Linked DNA regions of Mus musculus: region 1 is linked to region 2. The links are chromatin contacts, called in public HiChIP or PLAC-seq maps. All regions are on one chromosome and are shown on one strand. The core of a region is the stretch at or near the end of the contact, and the rest is flanking DNA. Distances in the headings are between cores, read along the strand shown.

Region 1 (2,827 bases), core at 275-2,774, 67 kb before region 2:
GAGGCCCGAGATTGACATCTGGTATCTTCCTTGATTACTCCCTTTCTTATGGTTGTTAGGGTCTTTTGCTGAACTCAGGTTTCACATTTTTGGTGAGTCTGGCTAGCCAGCTTGAGAATCCAGTCTTGCAATGCAAGGCAGCCTCCCACCCCACCTAGCTTTTATGTGGATTCTGGGATCTTAGCTCTGATCCTCGTGCTTGCACATCAAGTATTTTACCCACTGATCCTACCTCCTGTCCCCTAACCCCCAGATCCGTGTTGTTTCTAAGAGTACATTTCAGAGGAAAGACTCTGTCTTTCCACTCTCCTAGTGCTGTCTGAACCAATGAGAACAACACCATTGTCATGTGGCTCATATACAGCAATGATTGGTTACGTCGCTCCCTAATGCCTTATGCAACCATGACAGCAGCCACAAATTAGAACAGAATTACTTTCACAGGCATGGAGCCTGAGGGGTCACTTGGTCCTAGTCACATTCCTGGCTCTAAGTACACTATTTACCCCCTAGACCTTTGACATGCTGTGTGCCTTAGAGTAAGGGAAATATCTCAAGGTCTGGTTTAGAAGACTCTTGATGAAGTGGGATCAACTTTGCCAGCAGTAGCTCACTACAAAAGAATGAGGGCATCTCTGGCCACTTACAGCCAAGTGCCATCCTAAAGGACAGCCAGTGAATTGTCCCCAGAAGCTGTCTCAGGGTGCTTAGGGGGTTGTCACTTTCCTCTCTATAAGGGAAGCTCATTATGTTTCAGGAGTCTGACAACAAACATCCCTGACAACCCAGTGACTAATGGTCCCCAGATGCTGCTCAGGGGTCAGTTCTCCTTCAGATCTAATGGCAAACCCTTCATTACACACTGGGAAGTGACCTTAATCCACAGTGCTGATGACTCTCCCAGCCGAAAGAGTAGAGGGATTTCAGGATGGTGACATGCATGGTGCCTTTGCTTGGTAATCACTTGACTTGGAGGCCCGTTGTCTGGAAAAATCTTGCTTTAAATTAACGAATGTTTACCTTCCTGCCTTGATCAGCCCTACTGCTGATCAAGAATACATAAGTAGGTGAGTTGCTGTTTGTGGTATATAAACTCAGCAGTTAATGCCAAGCTGGGCTTTGCCTAAAAGTCACCCTGGCACTAATGACATGAAAAGGAGATAAGGTTTGGTTTCTCATAGACCAAAGGTTTAGTTCTGGTTTGGCCCCTTGTGGGCTTTACTATGGCTGCTGCTGCTGCGGCCATCACTCTGGACTGCAGTGCAGACTTCTTTCCATAGTTGGGTGTGGGACTCCAATCAACATTTCATTTTGAAATGACTTGCTGAGTAAATTCTGTCAGTTTCACACATTCACAGCCATTACGACATTAAGCAATCTAGCCTCCCGTAAGGATGATCTCAATTGCAAATGCGATTGTACTTCTTTTCATTTAGGATCATCTGGCCACAAGTTACTTCACAGGCTTACTGGCAGGCCTGAGAGTGGCCCAGCATTTCACAGGGCTCTGAATTGGCTGGCCTCCATTTCAATTGGTTCAGAGCCATGCCATACTCAGCATTAAATAGTTTGCAAATCACCCTAACCTCTACTTCTACCATTACTTGGATGGCTTCAAGGGAAGTCATTCCAGGACACACAGGGTGCCTTCAATGACCCGAGCTCTTCTGTGTTGTCACACCTTTGCTGCCCCACCCCCCAGCTTACTCTTCTTGTCACTCAACACTCTGTGCAGCCTTCTCTGACTTCATCTTCTCTCCCTCCCCCACCATGCACTCCATTAATCATTTCCTTCTGATTAAGACATGGCTCTTTTGTTTTTCTAGAGAGGGAAAATGTACCCACAAAGAGCCAAATCGATAGCTTTAGAAAAAAAAAAATGAACCAGGAAAGAAGTGCTTAAGAGAGATTTGCAGATCGTTAGAGGGGGAACATTCTCTCCACTCCCTTCTGTGAGGCTCATGTATATCAAGTTTTCCAGTTTCCAGTAGACTGTGTCCAGAGATACGGAAATCAGTGTTTTTTTTTTTTTTTTTAAATCTGTTCTTTCATGATTTCATGCATGTAAATAATACATTTTGCTAATATACACCCCATTATCTCTTCTAATCTTCACACTGCTGAACCCTTATATCCAACAAGCTCCCCTGAACTTCTGTGTCTTTTCTGTGCCACGTACTGAGTTTAGTTAAGGTTGCTTATAGAAGCATGGGTGTGGGATTATGTAATGGACATGGGCAATGTTCCAGTGGCTATACCATGTAGTCAGTGAGTTTTAACAAAGATTATTATTATTATTAGACAAAGTTAATCTTGGAATAAACTCAATGTGTCCTTGATCTAATTTTGAGAACAGTTCCAGGCCAAGTCTCCATTCTGCTTGATAACACTGCAGCATTAATCTCATCTGCTATCTGTCCTTCAGAAAGGGAATGGAGCTCTAGAGCCATTTTCTAGATACCTGGGGGATGGGCATGCTCAAGGTACATCATACACTTGTGTGGAAATGGCTTTGTAACACCCTAACTCTTGTGCTAGCAAACCCCCATGTGCCTATTGGTTATTTCCCAACTGCTTGGCAGTAGGCAGTAATTTAGGGGACATAAACATATTCTGACACAGAACTGAGTCCAGTAGAAGCATAAGTAGTATGTTCCTTAAATATGTTTATGGTATAGAATGAAAGAACCAAAGAACAGAGAAGGTGTTTGTCAAATATTAATTTTGCAATGAGCCTAACTCTAAATCAGCTGTAGCAAAGAGATCGAGAGACAAGGCCTGTGTCTCTGCATCTTACGTACCACTTGCTCAATTTAGAAAAAAATCC
Region 2 (2,932 bases), core at 223-2,722:
GCTCTCACCTTCTAGCACTACTGAAGCAATTCAAACAGGCATGGATACCTTAAATGCTTTGTACCGGAGCAGAGTACCGGGAACTCAAGGTCTCTTTGGAGAGTAGGGGGTCAGTGTGACAAGTGAATCTGAGCACACAGACATTTTCCTTAGTTTCAGTTGATGCTGTAGGAAACAGCACTGCACAGTTGGCCTCACCCTTTAACATAGCATTTTCCATAGAAGTTGTGTCATTGGAATTTCACCATCCTGAATCAGAGAAACTACTAACATTTTTTGAGAACTTCCTGCATGAGGACTATTCTCACATTTTATTTGCAGTAATAGCTTAGCAAGCATTTATGAGAGCTTAAATATTAATTCAAATCCAGTGGTTTTGAAACTTTTTACAATAATCAAATGAGGTCATACTATTAGGCTGAAAAACGTTGAGCCTGCTAGTTAAACACGAGGAATTGTGGGGAGTGGGGGACTGGCTTGAGTCTTGGCTTCCAGTTTCTGTTCCTCACAATCCTCTGAACCAAAGATACAAACTTGATTGCTACAAGAAGGAGGTGTGCTCCTAGGTTAATATGCAGGTATCTGCAGTGGGCTGAACACGGCCAAAGCATTAGAGATCTGCATTTGGTCACCTTGGCTAAGACCCCTTTGTTCTGCATTCTGTTACAGGACTGGTTTAAATTAAAATCTTTAATTCTTCTTCCAGTACTAAAAGTTCTATAATTCTAGACTTTTCTGTCTTCCGGACTCATGTTTTCCCAGATATTCACCATATCATTAGCTAACACTTATTATCTCATTGGTGCCCGAGTCTGTGCTAAGAACTCTGCCTCCGTTTTCCTGTTTTTCCTTTTAAACCTTGCAACATTCCTAAGAAATCTCTAACAGATACTTTAATTCACGGAGGTCAAATGAATTGTCCTCAAGATCTGCTGGAAATCTGACTCTAGCTCAGAGGGACCATCGGGAATACTCACTGGGTCTGTATTGTTTTTGCTGAGGAAATTAAGGTCAGTAAAACTGATCACATCTCTCCATGTCAAGAGGGGGACGAAAAGGCCAAAGCAAACAGAGCAATATCCAGGAGGCAAAACCAGAGGGCTCTGGAAGGACGCCATAGGTTTCGTCCCAAGCCCAGGGGGCGGGGCGTCTTTCCCTGCTAACCACGGGATCCAACGTCCTACCCGGACCATTACCTTGTTGAGATGGGGGTTCCTGGTGACATCGTATCCGCGCTTCTTCAGGGGTACGGGTCGAGGCGGGCCAGACTTGGAGTGGCAGCCCTGGGCGGGCGCGGAAGGTGCCTGGCGCCGAAGACTGCTGCAGGCTATGCGAGGCACGGAGGTCAGCCGCGCGCCAGTGCCCAGCGCGGCGCCCATAGCCCTGGCACAGACCTGGAACCAGGGCGAGACCAAGGTCAGGGGTGCCCTCTAGGCAAGCCAGGTCCTGCGCGCCAGCAGGGCGCCGGACCTGAGCTCTCGGAGAGGCTGGGGGTTCCTGATGGAAGGCGCTAGCCTCCTCCCCTTGTCCGAGGCCACCTGCTCCTCGCTTGGTTGCGATGCTCACCCCTCAGCCAGCAAAGCGAAAGCAAGCCCAGAAAGCAGATCCCGTGCGGATGACAGCCCGTGCCTCCCTGCCCCCATATGGGAGAATACTCTCCAAGGAGTCCCCGCACCCTCAGTACCTGTGGTTAACCTTGGTTTCTCCTTCTTCCGCTTACCTGCCTAACTGGAGAAGCTGAAGTCTATGCAGTCCCACTGCGAGCAGGTGGGGCAAGGCGCTACTGTCCCCTGTCACTCTCTGGCCAAAGGCAGCACCTCACAGGCAGTGCTAGCTCACGGGACTGATGCATTCAGTAAAACAGTCTCCAAACCTTTCCTTGCGGGACCAGATTTTCCTTGAGGATATGCGCGGGGGCTCTTCATAACAAGACAGGATGAAGCTCATTTTCCTCCCACATGAGGGTTTTTGTGCTTTTGTACCCTGGCACTCTCTATCCAGAGGTCTGAATGGCACTTAGGGGAGAACACTTGAGGGTCAGCATGCCCCCACCTCTTGAGCAAGACCTGGGCAAGAATGCTGTCAGTATAGTAACCATTAGCCACATGTAGCTGTAATACTCTAAATAAAATACAATTTTAAATCCATTTTACAGTAAATAAAATTTCTAAATAAAATACAATTTTAAATCCCAGTCACAGTAAGTGCCTTCTTTTAAACCAGTTGAGACCATGTTTGAATGTATATAGGTACAGAACACTTCCTGCTTTGTAGAACGTTCTCTTCTGTTGATCTGCGTTCCCCACTTCCTAAGTAAGTTTCTAGGAACCCCATGGAACCAGCCATAGACCATAGATGTTAGGTCACTCACACCTTGATGTCCACTTCTCCCTGAATTTAAGTGTGTACTTCCTCCACTTAGTGTTCAAGAGATTCCTTCTAAAGGAAATACATCGCTCTGTGTATGGGATAACTCCTAAGTTGTCAGGAGGCCTTGGTTAAGCCCAGCCTGGCTCCTGCCAGCTTCTCATCTCATCCCACTTCACCTTGTGCTGTCCTTGAGGTCTCCTCTGACTTGCTTCTCCCCATTTCCCTGTCTTACTCACCTCCATCTCAGGGCTTTTGCCTCTGCTAACACTTTTACTGGGAACATCATATTCCAATCTTCTAAACAACTGCCACATCTCGTCTCTGAGGTTGCCCCTAATATGTCAACTTGGAAGCCATTATTCTAGTCATTCCCTTCAGTGCTGACCATCCCCAGGGGATGCATAAGAAAAGGGTTTTCCCCTAGGTATAAATGAACAAGTCATCTACTAGTTCATTGCTATTGTGGTATATTGCCTGCCTCCCCCTTATGATACTGGCTTCACTGGGCTAGGGCCTTTGCCTGCAGATCCCTTTGTTATCAGGTCCTGAAATGTCTTTGTGC

The links. HiChIP or PLAC-seq counts read pairs in DNA pulled down with a chosen protein or histone mark.
Region 1: an H3K27ac HiChIP or PLAC-seq map of heart atrium shows a contact between it and region 2, with 7 read pairs. The contact joins the enhancer-like site here to the promoter of Me3 in region 2. A contact is called at or near these places in 4 of 484 Hi-C or Micro-C datasets (the HL-1 cell line, cortical neurons and uterus), 3 of 115 datasets of contacts at active chromatin or transcription factors (heart atrium, intestinal crypt epithelium and pancreatic cancer cells) and 2 of 9 other capture datasets (adipose tissue and pancreatic islet).

Annotation. Positions count from the first base shown.
Region 1 is chr7:89,698,643-89,701,469 of GRCm38.p6, reverse strand. The region is part of intron 1 of Me3 (malic enzyme 3, NADP(+)-dependent, mitochondrial); the gene reads right to left. Among named protein-coding and RNA genes, the nearest start is that of Me3, 67 kb to the right of the region's middle. Within about 2 kb of position 1,524, at least 31 of the 459 cell types and tissues checked have an H3K27ac peak or open chromatin away from gene starts, as enhancers often do. A contact at or near this core is called in heart atrium and pancreatic cancer cells, where this site is marked.
Region 2 is chr7:89,631,358-89,634,289 of GRCm38.p6, reverse strand. It overlaps Me3 (malic enzyme 3, NADP(+)-dependent, mitochondrial), which reads right to left and starts at 1,472. Exons shown (of 14, transcript NM_181407.4): 1 at 1,197-1,472. The coding sequence starts at 1,379.